2 separate regions of the Mus musculus genome follow, and region 2 is linked to region 1. A link is a contact called in public promoter capture Hi-C data. All regions are on one chromosome and are shown on one strand. Each heading gives the region's core, a stretch centred on a gene start, on an enhancer-like site or on the middle of the called end of the contact. The rest is flanking DNA. Distances are from core to core; before and after follow the strand shown. Region 1 holds the start of Cnot6l (CCR4-NOT transcription complex, subunit 6-like). Region 2 holds the start of 4930524J08Rik.

Region 1 (7,296 bases), core at 1,897-4,396:
TACTAGGAACCCAACTCTGGTCCTCTGAAAGAGTACAATGTTCCTTTCATTGCTCAGCTACCTCTCCAACCCCCCAAACTAGTATTTTTAAGGGACTTAATGAAATCATTCACACATTCTCACTACTGTCTTTATCCTCATTCCCTAAAACATAAAACAAGCAAGCAAGTAAGCAAACAAACCTCTTAAATTAGAACCAAGTGAAATGCAAATGCCTCTAATTGCCATAAGGGGGCTAAGGCGAGAGGATTGTAAGTTTTTGGTAAACCTGCTCTACAAGACAAGACTCTCAAAAACAAACACTTAATTTTAAAAAGTATAATTCTTCTAACCTTTCCACTGGTTTTACTTTACACCCCTCACCATTATGGTTTTCCAAAAACATAAATTTAAATTTAAAAAAATTAAAACTCAATAAATAGCACATTTACTACCCACTCTATACAAAATAGAAACAGCAGATTATTACAGGATGGTAGAAAAACTCAGAAAGATGCTCCCAAAGGTTTTATTTACAAGAATCTGTCAACCTGAACTAAAAGAATTATGTAACAGTTTTGTAACATTTATTGTTTGTGGCTGTATATAAAATCTACTTCTTTCATCTATTCTGATGTTTGATTGTAATCAACTTACAGAACTTAGGATCCTCTCCCAGGGACTATGTTTTTAAATTCATTAAAAAGTAATGAAACTAAAACTAATCAAAAATAATAAATATAGCAAGTTTGGCTATTTTCTATAAACTAACATGCAAGGCTACATTGACAATTTTACGTCTAGAAAAAAAAAAAGGACATCTCATATGCTTACACAGACTTTATGTATATTAAAGGCCTCTGAAATACTTTTTCTCCTCATTGCTGGGACCCAAACCCAGGGCCCACATATTTGTACACAAAGCTACATCCCCAGCTGTATTTTCTCGACCCCCTAACTCACAATTAAGCAATATTGCTACAGGTAATTAATGAGTATTTGTACTTAAAAACTTTTCGATACTTATAATCAGAGCAGTAGCAGGCAGTAGTAAAAGATCGCATCTACTATATGCCAAACATGTTTTCTCAATGGCCTCTCACAACCTTACTGAAAGAGTATCATCTTCCTGATACAAGAAAACAGATACACAAATCCTAGACATCAAGAGAACATGACAATAAGTATTAATGACATGGCCATGGTTCTAACTAGTCTGTAAAAGTTAAGACCCTTTTCCTATTAAACTCCACACTTCGGCTGTTCCTCGAGTAATGTTGATAGAAACAGCTTTTTACTTCTCCTCTCCCCACCCCCACCCTCCCATTGAAGAACATACTGTTTCTCTGTGAGCCTAGGTTCAGAAAAGAGCAATCTCTGGTCATTACAGTGACCACGACCTAAAAGCTTCAAATGATACAGTATTGTGTGACTCCACCCACAGTCAAGGTCTAGCTGTGTGGTCTAACTAGACCCAAATATAAAAAGTGAGGTTAGTCGGCAACTAAAATACCGTTTACATACAGTTCTGAAATGCCCTATTCACTCAGTGGCAGATTTACCTTTATTTCCGCTTTTTGTTTTGAGATAGCTTTCCAGGAGCACACAATAAATTGACCATAGAGGCTGATGATCTAGGTTTGGGAGACTTAAGGAAAAACACGTTTGGTTGCACATGACTATCTCCATGGAGAATTAAGATAACGAGAATCAGTAAGATAGCATCTAAAACTGCTGTAGCGTGCCTTCACTGTGTACAAACAGCTCAGCTAAACTCCTGAACACAATCCGCCTAAACAGTCTAAGCTAAATAAGCCGCCGGTAGGGTTAAGATGACAGCTCCGGGAACTTCCTCTTCCTCACTGACCTCCTCAGTTCTGTGTCCACGCCTTTCCCTCTAGGAGGCAGGATATAAGCCATTTCAAATTCACAAAATTGATCCAATCCCACCAACACCACAGGCCAACAAGGCCAGTTTCCCTTTCTTCCTCTCTGCCTTTCCAGAGTGATTTCCAGGGAAGTGAAAAATCTAACCAACGATAAAGTATCCGCTGCAACAACTGCAACAACAAAGAACGTATTTACTCAAGCCTCTGCTCGCACAGCCTTAAAGGACGGACGGAAAGAGGAGATCCGAACCCCACGAATTCCGAGATTTCCTGTTTTGATTCACTTTCCCTCGGGTTCCCCACGCCAGCCTGGGAAGGCCTGCAGTTAGAACGCCAAAATATGCCTTCCTCTCCCCTTGGGAGACGCGGAGGCGGCACAGGCGACCACGATCCGCGTGTCCCGCCCCCGACCCTCACCTGGCCAGGCCCGGGGCAGCGCCCGGGGCCCGCGCGAGGACGGAGTCCCAGGAGCGTCTGGGGAGGCCACCGGGCGCGAAGACGGTTAGGCCGCGCTGCAGGCCGGCGCGCTTCCTGCCGCGGCCCCGGCCTCGGGAACCGCGGCCCGAGCCCCCGCTGCCCGCCGCCCGCCGCCGTGGGGGCCGCACTGCCTCCCGCGTCCACGGCGTGGGTTCCCGCCGAGCCGTTCTCACCTGTGAGGCTCTGAGCCCCGGCCTCGAAGCGGAAGGACCTCGACGCTCTGGGGTCCCCGACTCCGTCCCCCTCCCCACACGCACACGGCCTGGAACCCGCGCCCCCTGAGGCGACGCGGGCCGGCTCCCGCCGCCCGACACACACACACGCAGACACACACACACGCGACACACACGCACACCCACTCGCCGCGGGGCCGCCTCCCGCCCGCCAAAGTCCCAACTCACACACCCACACACGTTCGTCCCTCGCCCACCTCACTTCCCCGGGGAGACGCGCTCCCCCTCGCTCCACTCCCGGTCCGACTCCGAGGCACGGAAACACTCTACCTCATTCTCCTCCGCGGGCCCTGAACGAGCACCAGCAGCCATTTCCCCGCGGCTGGGGAAACACACACACACAAACACGCGCGCGCGCACCAGGGCCCCACAGATGCTCCCCTCCAGACCTCAGACGCAAACACAAACACCCACGCCCGCCCGCTCACCCCGAGGGGCCGCGGCGGCGGCGGGAGGCCGGGCCCCGGAAGGCGAGCGCGCAGGGCCGGGAGTCGAGGCCCGCGCCCCCTCCTCACCTGCATTCAGCGCGCCAGGGTCCGGACGGCGGCGACGGCGGCGGCGGCGGGGCGGCTGCTGCTGGGGCTGCGGCGGCGGGGGAGGCGGCGGCGGCGGTGGCGGCGGGGCTGAGGGCAGTAAAGACATGCAGGCAGCCCGCCGGGGGGAGAGGCACCGGCCGGAGGGGACGCGGGGCGGGCGGGCCGGGCCGGGCCGCCTGAGGAACCACCGAGGCGGCGGAGGGCGGCCGAAGGGAGCGCAGAGCAGACGGATCGGGGGGCGGGGAGGGGGGACGCGGGCCGCGCCGCGCAGGACCGGGGCGACCGGGGCGCGTAGGAGAGGGCCCGCGGTCGCCGGAGACGCCGCTGCGAAAGCCTCGCGGAGCCCGCCCTTGGCCTTGGCCTCCTGGCGCTGAGGCTGCCGCCGCCGCGGGGGTCGATGCCGAGCCGGGTCGCTGCCGAGGCCGGGGCCGAGGAGAGAGAAAAAGAGAGGGAGAAGAGAGAGAGAGAGACGCGAGCTTTCGATGCCTTCGCTCTAATTCACACACGCTCACAACCCCGAGGGCCGGGGAGAGAAGTCCAGGCGCTATCGCTTTAGAGATTAATAACAAGGTGCAGAGAGTGCGAGGAGGAGGAGGAGGAGAGTTGATTGACGTGGAGGGGCTGGCGGGAGTCAGTCACTCCCCGGCGCCGAGGGGTGGGGTGAGGGGAAGGGGGCGGGGCCCCGGCGCGCCGCGCTTCGGGAGTTGCGCGTGCGCGCGGGACGGCCAAGCGCCTGGCTCGCTTCTTACCGTCGCCCTCGCTGGTGTTTTGGGAAAAAAAAAAAAACTGCTTTATTAGATTGAGTGGAGGGTAGAAGCCGAGAAGACTCGTACGATTAGCAGAACCTAGGTGCTGATGCTGGGGATGGGGAAGGGACACGCGGGTGCTTGCACTGTTTCCTGACGCTGGCCCACGCAGGCCCACAGCAGAGCTCAGGGCATTCTGGGTGGTTAATTAAGGAGACCTCAGGTGAGGTGGAACGACCCAAGGAAATGTTTTCTGACGTCCTCAGTGGGTTTCTTGACTTCTTCTTCTTCTTTTTAAAAACAGCATGTGTAAATTGCATGGCGGGAGGTGGGTTTAAAAGCCTATGACGCTCTGCGATAACCCCGTCCTATTTTTAATCCTCTCTCGCGATAAAATTGTATTTGGCAGTTTGCGGCGGTTACGGAGTGAAAACATTTAAGTGTAAACTGGAAATATTATTGGTTACCGTGTGAATGGAGCTTGCTATTTTAAGTCCGGAGGATTTTACTTGTGCCACCTGAAGCTTCTTCCAACAAAGCTAGAAGCAAATTGCATGTGCTCTGCAAGGCAGAGTGCTGCCTTGGATTTTGCACTTTTCCGTCTCTCCCGGCGCATGGCTCTGTGCTGGGTATTTACCGACGCCGGTCCAGAGTCGATTCAATATGTTTTATTCTCAAATATATGTTGTTTTCAGCACTCTTAAGGCACCGTGTTGGTTGCCTTTTTCTCAGGCCTTGTTATTGAATGTTTAAAGCCTTTATCTTTTGAGAGAAGAAGGGGGTGCAATTATAAATGCAAATTATTTATGGAGAACTGAACTGCATTTTCTTCTTGTTACCAGGAAGTGTGAATGAGTGAAAAAGCCCCTCTGGGTCAAAAAAAAAAAAAAAAAAAAAAAAAAAACCTACCAGCTACCTTTTTTCCATCCTGGTTCAGTTTCTATTTCCTACTAGCAACTTCTCCCCCCCCCCTCCTCCCCACCCCCATACACACACACACACACACACCAACAGCAACACTTTATGTAAGAGGTGTTAAGATGGCCTTAATCATGCAAGAAGTCTATTCAATCCCAACTGGTTTAGTCCAACCTGACAAGATACTAATAGTAATTAGTAATCTTTGGCTTTGTAAACAACAAAGCCAAACAACAAAGCCAACAAGTTACCCCAGGAGGCCAGAATAGTGAACCTGCCTGTATAGCACCTGACTAAGTAAATTTCTTGACACATACTCCCAAAATAGAAAGACTAGCAAATGTTGCAAAGGGGGAAAATAAAGACTTCAGAATTTAAGTCAGATAAGTGTGATACTTACATGTCTCACATGTCTCCAAATGCCTGTAGGTAGCTTTCTAGGTCCTGCACAGTAAGCACACATACATGCCAGTTGTGTTGTGTTCTTTCCCAGCACGGGAAAGACAGTCAAGCCGCTACAGTCCTCACGCCTGTGGACTGCACAGTGCTTGCAGAGGAAGCTGACACATAAACAGGAAGTTCTCAGAGAAGGAGCCAAAAATGAAAGGTGACACAAATCAGATGAACAATGCCTAGAAGGACAGATGGAAATCGCTGGCGGTTTTTTTTACCTCAGCCATCTGATACTCCCCACCATCTACTGCCTAATAACAGGAAGACAGAGAGCAGCTGCAGATAGAAAGAGTACTGACAAATGATGAGGCTTGCTGGTCTTGAGGCCCAGATTTACAGGGTCAGTGTTCACTGCTGGTGTCTTAAGTTTTAAGTAGTAAATGTTTCCCAGTCATTGAAGACAGGGGAGGGGTAATTAGAACATTTAGAATAAGGAATGTGGATGTTTATAAAAAAGCTCAATAGGGTGGGGGTGGGGGGTGTTCTGTAGAGATGCTCAGTGGTTAAGAGCTAAGTGGCTAAGTGGCTGTTCTTTCAGAGGCTCTGTTTAATACCCAGCTCACAACCATCCCTAACTTCAGTTCTAGGAGATCTAATATCCTTTCCTGACTTCTCTGGGCACCAGTTTGTATCTCCTTGATGACTACTCATCTTTATCTGGATGGATACACTAACTTTCTAGAATTGATCATTACAACAATGTACACATTTAGAGAAATATGTTCTGTAAATAAGTACAACTATACATCAGTGGGTTGAAGAGAAACTTATCCTTTTAAAGAGGTGACTTGGAGCTGCAGACACAGGGCTCAGTCATTAAGAATCCTGCCTACACTTGTTCCTGCCACCCACAGCAGGCATCTCACAAATGCCTGTCACTCAAGCTCCAGGAGATTCAACACCCTCTTCTGGCCCCCAAGGGTACCCACACACACATGGCAAGCATACACAGAACCAAACACATAAATAAATAAAAATAAATCTTAAAAAAATATTAGTAAGATCGTTCAATGCATTTTATCCCATCTCATGAATATGAACAACTATAACTTGGTCTGGAATGTAGTTCATTGGCTTATCATTCTGTAGTACACACAATGCCCTAGTTTTGATCCCCAGCACCATAAATACATGAGCCAAAAACTTTAACTCTGAAATAGTGTCCTTGATGATAGTTCAGCCAGTAAAGTGCTCGAATTGCAAGAAAGAAGGCTCGAGTTTGATCCTGCAGAACCCACAAAAAAAGCTGAGTGTGGGGACACATCCTCATAGAGCCAAGAGTAACTGGAAGGTAGGCAGATCCCTGGGACTCACTGGCCAGCCGACTTAGCCTCCTTGGTGAGTTCCTGGGGCAGTAACATACCCTATCTCAAAAATAAGCGCAAAACAAGCAAAAAAGGCGAAACAAAGCAGCTAGAACCTCAGAAACAACAGCTAAAGTGTCCTGGTGGCCCCACACACATATCACACATGTGCTCATGGCCACTCATATACAAACATAGCACATAAATGTACACAGATACACATTGAGATCATCTGTATTGGTTTTACTTTCCAGGTCTCCCTATAGGACCTCTAAACTACATTTCTATTACCTGACATATTCTACATCTCACTGAACTACATTTTCTATGCTCTTGTCCTCGATATCACCCCCTCTCCTTTCTCTATTTATATATTTTTTGTTGTTTTGTTTTTATTGCGGGTTTTATGTTTGTTTGCATGTGTTCATTTCCTGCCAGTATCAACTTGCACGTGTCTGTGGTGCACCTGTATATGTGTATTTGGAAGTTAAAGTACAACCTCAACATCAGGTGTCAGTCATTCCTCAATAGCTATGCACCTAATCTGTTTGATTGTTTTTGAAGGTTTGGCTTCTAGGTATTTTCTCGTTAATGGTTGGTTGGTTGGCTAGTTGTTTGGTTGGTTAGTTGGTTGGATTTTTTTGAACTGTACCTCACCAAGTAGGCTAAGCTAACAGACAAGCAAGCCCAAGAGATACACCTATCTATCCCTCTCAAGTGCTGGGATAACAAAAATGCACTACCACAGCTGACATACTTTT
Region 2 (7,296 bases), core at 2,692-5,191, 3.8 Mb after region 1:
AACATGGAGTGTACACATATAGATACCAAAAAGGTATGCTTAAAGATCTTCATTGTTTTGCTCAGAAAGTCTAGCATCTGCAACAAAACGGAGTTGGGTAAATTGACATTTATCAAATCAAATTAGAGAAAGAGGTGGGAAGAACAACAGGGGACATCTGGTCACAGTGGCCACACACCTGTAGTCCAAGAGACTTGGCAGCTGAAGAGCCTCCTAAGCCTGGGCAACGCAGTGAGACTGTCTCCAAAACAAGTGCTGGAGAGTAAGGATGCCGTCTAAGTACAAGACTGCTTGAGTAAAACCTACTACTTCAGAAAGGCTGCCAGTGGAGACCCAGCATCATCTATCTGGACAGTTCCATAACATTTACACTTAAGTTATCAAACTTTCTCCAAAAACTGATCCCAGAAAGCTCTACAAGCATTTGCTACTTATTGAACGAGGGGACAAAGATAACTTTTTTAAACAGTAAAAAGAATGACCTTCTAATCTAAAACATGGTCAATTCAACTTACTACAAACAACTAAGGTTCAAATAGAAGTCAAATAAGGTTTAATTTGCCATCATTAGTCAACTTACTGTGCCCAGCAGGCACCAAGACAGAATATTCATCTAAACATTATTATGTCACACTCAGACCCTAGTTTGTTTTTTTCCATTTTGTTTCTTTTATCTGTTAAACTTCTTTACCCCCAACTTAAAACTGGACAAATATCAGTAGAAGGGAAGTTAAAAAAAAAAAAAACATATAAAATTTAAGTGTTATCCAAAATAACTTAATAGAATATGGTTTGTACAGACATAGGCAATGTACTGGCTTTCTAACCTCCAATGGTAAAGATCAAAGTATGACCCTAAGGGCAGAGACTGACATTTCAGGGGGGAGAAGTGGGGTAAAAAGAATGCTCAACCTACCAGCCTCCAAGGGAAGTCATGCAAATGTGAACACATGTCAACCAACTGTAATTAACATCCCAGCCAAATCACACTGAAAATAAAAAGCCTGATAAGAGCTGTAGTGGAAAGCCACATTTAGCCCACCTATGAATATATACACAATGCTTAAAGTATACAGGACTTTGCATAAAGCATAGTAATACTTAAGGAACTGTCTACTTGACAGAATACTTCAGTATAACATGCAAGACATTTTAACACGCAGTATCTTTATCAAGTAACCTTTATATTTAGCATTAAGCTTAGAATTTAAACAAAAATATTTCAACCTAATAAAAACTAAATGAAAATACAGTAACTTTTGTTTGCCCATATTTAAAAGAAAAATTAATAATTACATTTAGTTTAGGTTGGTCAAATTGTCAACTCATCATGCATTACCACACAGCATATCACGCAATGGCGTTCTTGCCCAGATTATTTAGGGTATCTAGAAAGGCCTTACATCCCAGGCACAAGACTCAGCCTACAGTATTAATGTCTAAATCTCCTGGGACTCAATGGGCAACTAAATTACAGAGCCTCTGCATGTTATGACTACTGAAATCTTTATAAGACAGAAATAAAATGTAAAAGTTTTACCATTCTTCCCGCTGTGCCGCCGCTGCTTCAGTGTGTCGTGGGGAGGAGTTTGAATGGCTAGGGAATTAACAACCGGTACAGCAACCAATCAAAATTCTAGTTTTAGTTTTTGACATTGTTAGGGTTAAAAACTAATTCATTTATATTTCAGTTCAACAAAAAACTTCAAAAACAGCTAGCTACTTTCTAACTTCAAAACTCAAGGGTAATAGAAAGCCTGCCCCAGTTACAAATTAACCATTTTGGTGCCTCTGTCCAAAGAACAGAATTCAGAAAGCAAAAACCAAAATGTTAAAAAAAAAAAAAACCTTAATTTCTTCAAATATTTAACATGTATTCCCTTCTCAAATTAAGCCACACATCGTTCAATATTAGTTCCATTTAATTAAATTCACTTCCCATCCCACCCTCAACTCCCCACTAAAGCCAGTACAACCATTAGCAGACTGCAGAGAATCAGCCTGAACTGAGATTTTCTTAAACATTATACTCCAAGTCCTTCTCCACTGTCCCAACACCCCTACAAATTTTATACTCTTAACCAGTAGTGGAAATCACGGGTTAAAATGACACCTTTCTAAAAACTCCCCACCAAAACTTTCTCCTGGTTATAGTGAAAAAAATTGCATACGCACAGCCCCACTATAAAAAGTATCGAAACCATAACTCAAGATCAGCAATCTGTAATGGGAACAAGAAAATCTAAGGACCCGGATCGAACCCCCTTTCCTTGTCTCCTGAATGATACTCAGCTCCCAAAGGCTGCATTTTAACATTATTAAAAGCAGCTTCTGGTGGCGATATAAGTTACTTCAATTAAAGGAAGCAAGTTAGTATTTTAAAAAAACCTGAAAAAAACTAATTCATTGACCACCACAGGATTTATTGCGTATTAAAGGGTGAGTGGGCTCCTTTGAACAATAGTGAGAGGGTGAGACTGAGAAGAAACCAAAACAGGCTCCTGGGCACTGAAAAGGCGGGAGAGAGATGTAAAAAATGTAGTTGCACAGACTAAATAAGGAAAGACTACAATCTGTACAAATAGGCAACCCAGAATCTGAGGGCGCGAAAAGGGTGCATAGAGAGAATAACTTGGCAGAATGGGGGAAGGGCAACCGCAGGCGGGAGGTGGAAGAGCCCCAGTCAAGTACAGGCCCCATCGACCAGGAAGGACTTAAATGGAGCCCGCGGAGCCACACCAACGCGCCAGCAGACCAGGGACTTTGGCAGGCCCGGTCTGTCTACAGCACAAACGCAGGGCCTGTAGGAGCGTGTCGTGGTGACAGCGTAAAGTGGACAGAACGAACGAATCCTAAGACGAAAACTATTTAAAAGCAATGGCCTGCGGCCGACGCGGGAGAAAAGAGAGGTGGACAGCCTACAGCTTTCCCAAAGCAAGAGCGTGTCAATAATCGCACCGTCTCGGGGGCGAGGGCGAAGCGCCCGACCAACCTTGGCAACCCTGGTAAAAAGCTTTTCTGTGCGTTTGCATTTTTAAGCCTAAGAGGTTAGAAATCCGGGAGACGTGGGGGTGGGGTGGGAGGGTAAGCTCCGACAGGCGGGAAAAAATCCTGGCGGCCACATCGGTGGGAGGAGACCCGCGGCGAGGGAGGAAAGAGGGCGGGCCGCGGAGTAGCATGGTGACGGCTAAAGGTGGAAACGTGTGTGATGGGGGAGGGGGCGAGCAGGCAGGGAAGGAGATGCAGGCCCGGGGGGGAGCCCGAGGTACAAGAGGGGCGGCCGAGGGGGCGACTGCACTGGGGCCTGCGGGCGGGCGGGCGGTCGCGGGAGCGAGGCCTAATGGCGGGGAGGGGGAGGGGGCCTGGCGAGCGGCTGCCCGGGGCCGCCCCTTACTCACCCTTCATCCTCCTCGTTCTTACTGGCGTCGATCTTGGCTCCCTCTGCCTCGGCGCTGCCTCCTTCGGTGCCTCCGGCCGCAGAGCCGCCGCCGCCGCTCCCGCTTCCCGCCGCCGCCGCCGGCCCCTGCGCCGCCGCCGCCACCATGGCTCCCTCCTGCTCGCCCGCCGAGCCGCCTACCGCCGCCGTTGCCGCCGCCGCCGCCCCGTCCCCTCCGAACTGCTCCTCCGACATAGTGCTACTGCCGCCGCCGAAGACGACACCCGCCGACGCCGCCGCCGCCGCGAACCGAAACTAGCAGCAAAGTAATCCCCGCCGCCGCCGCGCGATGCCCGCTCTACCTCGCGAGGCACCCTAGACAAGGCGCGCGCGTGGCTGCAAGGGCTCCTGCGCCTCTCCCCGGCCTGCCCCCCTCGCCTCCCACTCTCGCGCAGCGCGCTCTCTCGCTCTCCCCGGCTGCACTGAAAAAAAAAAGAATGAAGTAGCAGCGGCGGCCACTCTCGCCTCCTCCTCGCTTTAATGGCGCCGCCGCGGACCACCTAAAATGGCCGACGGAAGAACGGCGCGTCCCGGTCACGTGGCTCCGGAGCGCGCCCTTTGCGCCTCCCCCGCCCCCGTCCACCGCTAGGCCCCGCCCCCCGCGCAGGCCCCGCCCTCCCCGTCCCTTTCCGACTGGCTCTCACGCCCCGCGGTCGCGCGGCGCGGGCCTTTAAAGAGGACCGGAAGTGGCGTGCGCAAGAGGGGCGCGCGGGTACCATCGAGAACAAGGAGCGCTGGTTCGAGGGCGCGGCTAGAGAGGCCTCCCCCGCCCCCGTCCCTTGGCCCCGCCCTTCCGCGGATTCCTGGAGTCACCGGCCGCTCCTCGGCTTTGGTTGGCAGGCGCGGCCGACCTGGAGGGGTGTGGTTCGTCCATCCCCAGCGGAGACTTCGTGGAGGCTGCCCTCAGGGAGCCACGGCTGTGGGCCCCGGGACCTGCGTGGGGCAGCGGGCCGCGCCTGTGCAGTGCTCCGCCGTCCCTGCGCCGGGTGACATTGAGGCTCCGCCGCGGCGCTGTCCAAAGGCGGCTTTGATGGTCGAGGCTGCCTCTTCTCAGAGTTGCTTCCCTAGTCTTAAGCTTTGCCTCCGTTATTACAAGAGCCTAACGCCGGCCACGATTCTTTGAAGTCACTATGGATTGGGAAGTGTATGTATTAAGGTCGACTCCAGGGCTCCTTTTTTTTTACGAGTTACAGTCCTTGTATTAAACAGGATATATAAATGTCATGAATCATCTTTACGAGGTTTCTGGGTTTGTGGTGTTGAGGTGGCGATTTTATAAAAAGAAAAAAATGAAACGCCGTTAGGCGTGTGATTCACGATTTTAAAATTAATCGCTAAGAAACCTATTGGAATTCCTACTCAGGAGTTAGACTTTGAAGCTTCCTGCAAGACTTAGAAGAAAATGGAATTTCTGGTTTGGTTTGGTTTGGTTTGGTTTGGTTTTTTTTGTCGTCAACCACTCGACTGCTTAGTAAGTATCCAGTTTCCAAACAGGGTTTGGAGAAGTTTACAAAAGACAGCATACAGGGACAGGACTTCAGCCCAGCTAATTAGGTACACGCTGTAATCCCAGAACTGTGATCCCAGAGAAGGGAGGAAGGACTGTTGAGGCCAACCTGGCATTACCCCTTAGCAAAACACATAAAAAAATTTTAAATAAATGCTTCCCATGGTGTACTTTAAGTCAATTTACAGTAACTGTACATAATCTGAAAATCCCAACGATTAAAACAAGATTTATCACTACAGTTTGTTACAGAATCCATAAAATGAAAGAATATGCATCAAATAGTGGAAATGTCTTCAACATTGAGCAAATCACAGACAGGCAACCACCAAGATGATTGGCGAAAAAGAAGTGATTCCACGTTTTTCTTTACCATCCAAAAATACTGACCAAATAAGATGACTCAAGTCAAATATTGCAGGTTGGCAACAACTTGGATGAACCCGAGGTTTTTATTTATCCTATGGATTTAAATGATGAGCCTTTTAGAAAAACTGGTTGTAGTGGTTTAGAGATTGGTCCCAAAGGCTCCTATGTTTGAATGTTTTAGTCACCATGCCATGGAACTGTTTGGGAAGGATTAGGAGGCATGGCTGTGTTGGGAGATGGTATTCATGGAATTTGCTTTGAGGTTTCAAAGGCCATACCAGGCCTTTCTGCCTGCTGCCTGTGGATCAGGATGGAAAGCTCTCAGCCCACAGGTCATTGCCTACCCTGCCTGCTTCCCACCATGCTGACACTGGACTACCCCTCTCAAATTAGAAGCAAGCCCCCAACCAAATGCTTTTCTCTTACACATTGCATTGGTCCTCACAACAGTAGAACAGTAACTAAGACATCATTTTACCGAAAAAAGTTTACTTTAATTCACAGGCAGCCCTGTCGCTTCTGGAATTTGAGTGTTACTCAAGAGTTCCTCACACTAAGGCCTACGTGCCTTGTTTTGTTTTCTTTTTTGAGACAGGGTCTGTAACCCAGGCTGGCCTGGAGATCACTGTATAGCCTAAGGTGGCCTCACACTCTGGGCAGTATTCCTGCTTCAGCCTCAGGAATGCTGAGATTATAGGGTTGAGCCACCATTTTTAGCCTAGGGCCTTAAATTCTACACCTTGTGTCATTTCCTCCAACCTGAACTTCTTTCTCAACTGTGTGATTTCAACCTTATTGGCCTGGTGAGCTATCCGGCTGCCAGCATCCCAGTCAATGTCATTGTATCTGTGGCATTTCACAGACCCCTCAGGGTGAATTAATCACCACTTTGCATAGCCCATTATCCTTCTTTATCTCTGCTCTTCTTAATTACAGCCATCTAGACACCATTAGTTTTTGAAGAACAAAAATAACATTCCTCTATACCCTAGTTATATTTTCACACCTATATAAAAACAGATATTATATAAAGGTAGAAATTATGTAAGAGACTGTATTGACCCAATAATTGCTCATTGATTTTTGTTTTTTGTTTTGTTTGTTTGTTTGTTTGTTTGTTTCGAGACAGGGTTTCTCTGTATAGCCCTGGCTGTCCTGGAGCTCACTCTGTAGACCAGGCTGGCCTCGAACTCAGAAATCCGCCTGCCTCTGCCTCCCGAGTGCTGGGATTAAAGGCGTGCGCCACCACGCCCGGCTGATTTTTTTTAAATGATCAAAATCTTTCAGACTTTTTTCGCCTAGAGAATTCAAATGGCTCTCCTCTTTCTCTCACTTTATCACTGGCATAAATATACCCAGAGATTTCTTGATGTATGAACTTTCTTAAAGAGGAAAGAAAGAAAAGGTATTTTCTAAGCTTTATTCCACACATAAGAAGTGGTTGGGGAAGCTACACTTGACTTTCCCAAACCACTGGGAAGGAAGCAATATCACCCCTCAGTGTCCAGGCCATCAAAGCTTCCTTCCCCACAGAGGCTTCTGAGTTTGTTTCAGGCCATGCTGGGATGCTGCTACGTGAGGCCCTAGTAAGAACAGTTCTAATCCAGTGCTTAGCATGCTGGAGGCCCTAGAGTCAACCCACAGCACTACCAAAAATCAGCATGGATTTGATACTTTGACTGGAGTCACTCTCTCCAGGACAAGGTGGCCCAGAGATAAGGAAATGGCTTTAACCTTCTAGATCCAATCTACAGGTGGTGTGGATGGTTTACTCAAACATCAAATAACAGGACCAAGAAGAAACAACAAGAAGAACACATTGCTACACAAAGCACACAAGCTCACAGCCTTCAATCACGTTAACTAGCATGTGACCAGGATGGGCCCTTTATTTGCCTGAAGAACATCCTCAGCAGGATTAAAGCATTTTGTTAAGAGTTGGTTTTGTTTTTGTTGCTAGAAAGATGGCTCAGCGCTTAAGAGC

What was found. Promoter capture Hi-C pulls out the DNA fragments that hold promoters and counts their contacts.
Region 2: a contact with region 1 is called in a promoter capture Hi-C map of pre-B cells. The contact joins the promoter of 4930524J08Rik here to the promoter of Cnot6l in region 1. A contact is called at or near these places in 1 of 39 promoter capture datasets (pre-B cells) and 1 of 484 Hi-C or Micro-C datasets (CD4 T cells).

What each region holds. Positions count from the first base shown.
Region 1 is chr5:96,158,844-96,166,139 of GRCm38.p6, forward strand. Cnot6l (CCR4-NOT transcription complex, subunit 6-like) reads right to left here and starts at 3,147. Exons shown (of 12, transcript NM_144910.2): 1 at 3,094-3,147. Gm52799 reads left to right here and starts at 2,952. Exons shown (of 2, transcript XM_030254979.1): 1 at 2,952-3,048; 2 at 3,296-5,103. The coding sequence starts at 2,952. The coding sequence ends at 3,912.
Region 2 is chr5:99,974,994-99,982,289 of GRCm38.p6, forward strand. 4930524J08Rik reads left to right here and starts at 3,942. Exons shown (of 2, transcript XM_030254981.1): 1 at 3,942-3,959; 2 at 4,044-4,673. The coding sequence starts at 3,942. The coding sequence ends at 4,559. It overlaps Hnrnpd (heterogeneous nuclear ribonucleoprotein D), which reads right to left and starts at 3,945. Exons shown (of 9, transcript NM_001077265.2): 1 at 3,399-3,945; 2 at 1,541-1,597. The coding sequence starts at 3,631. Gm42127 (a long non-coding RNA gene) reads right to left here and starts at 1,534. Exons shown (of 2, transcript XR_880475.1): 1 at 1-1,534.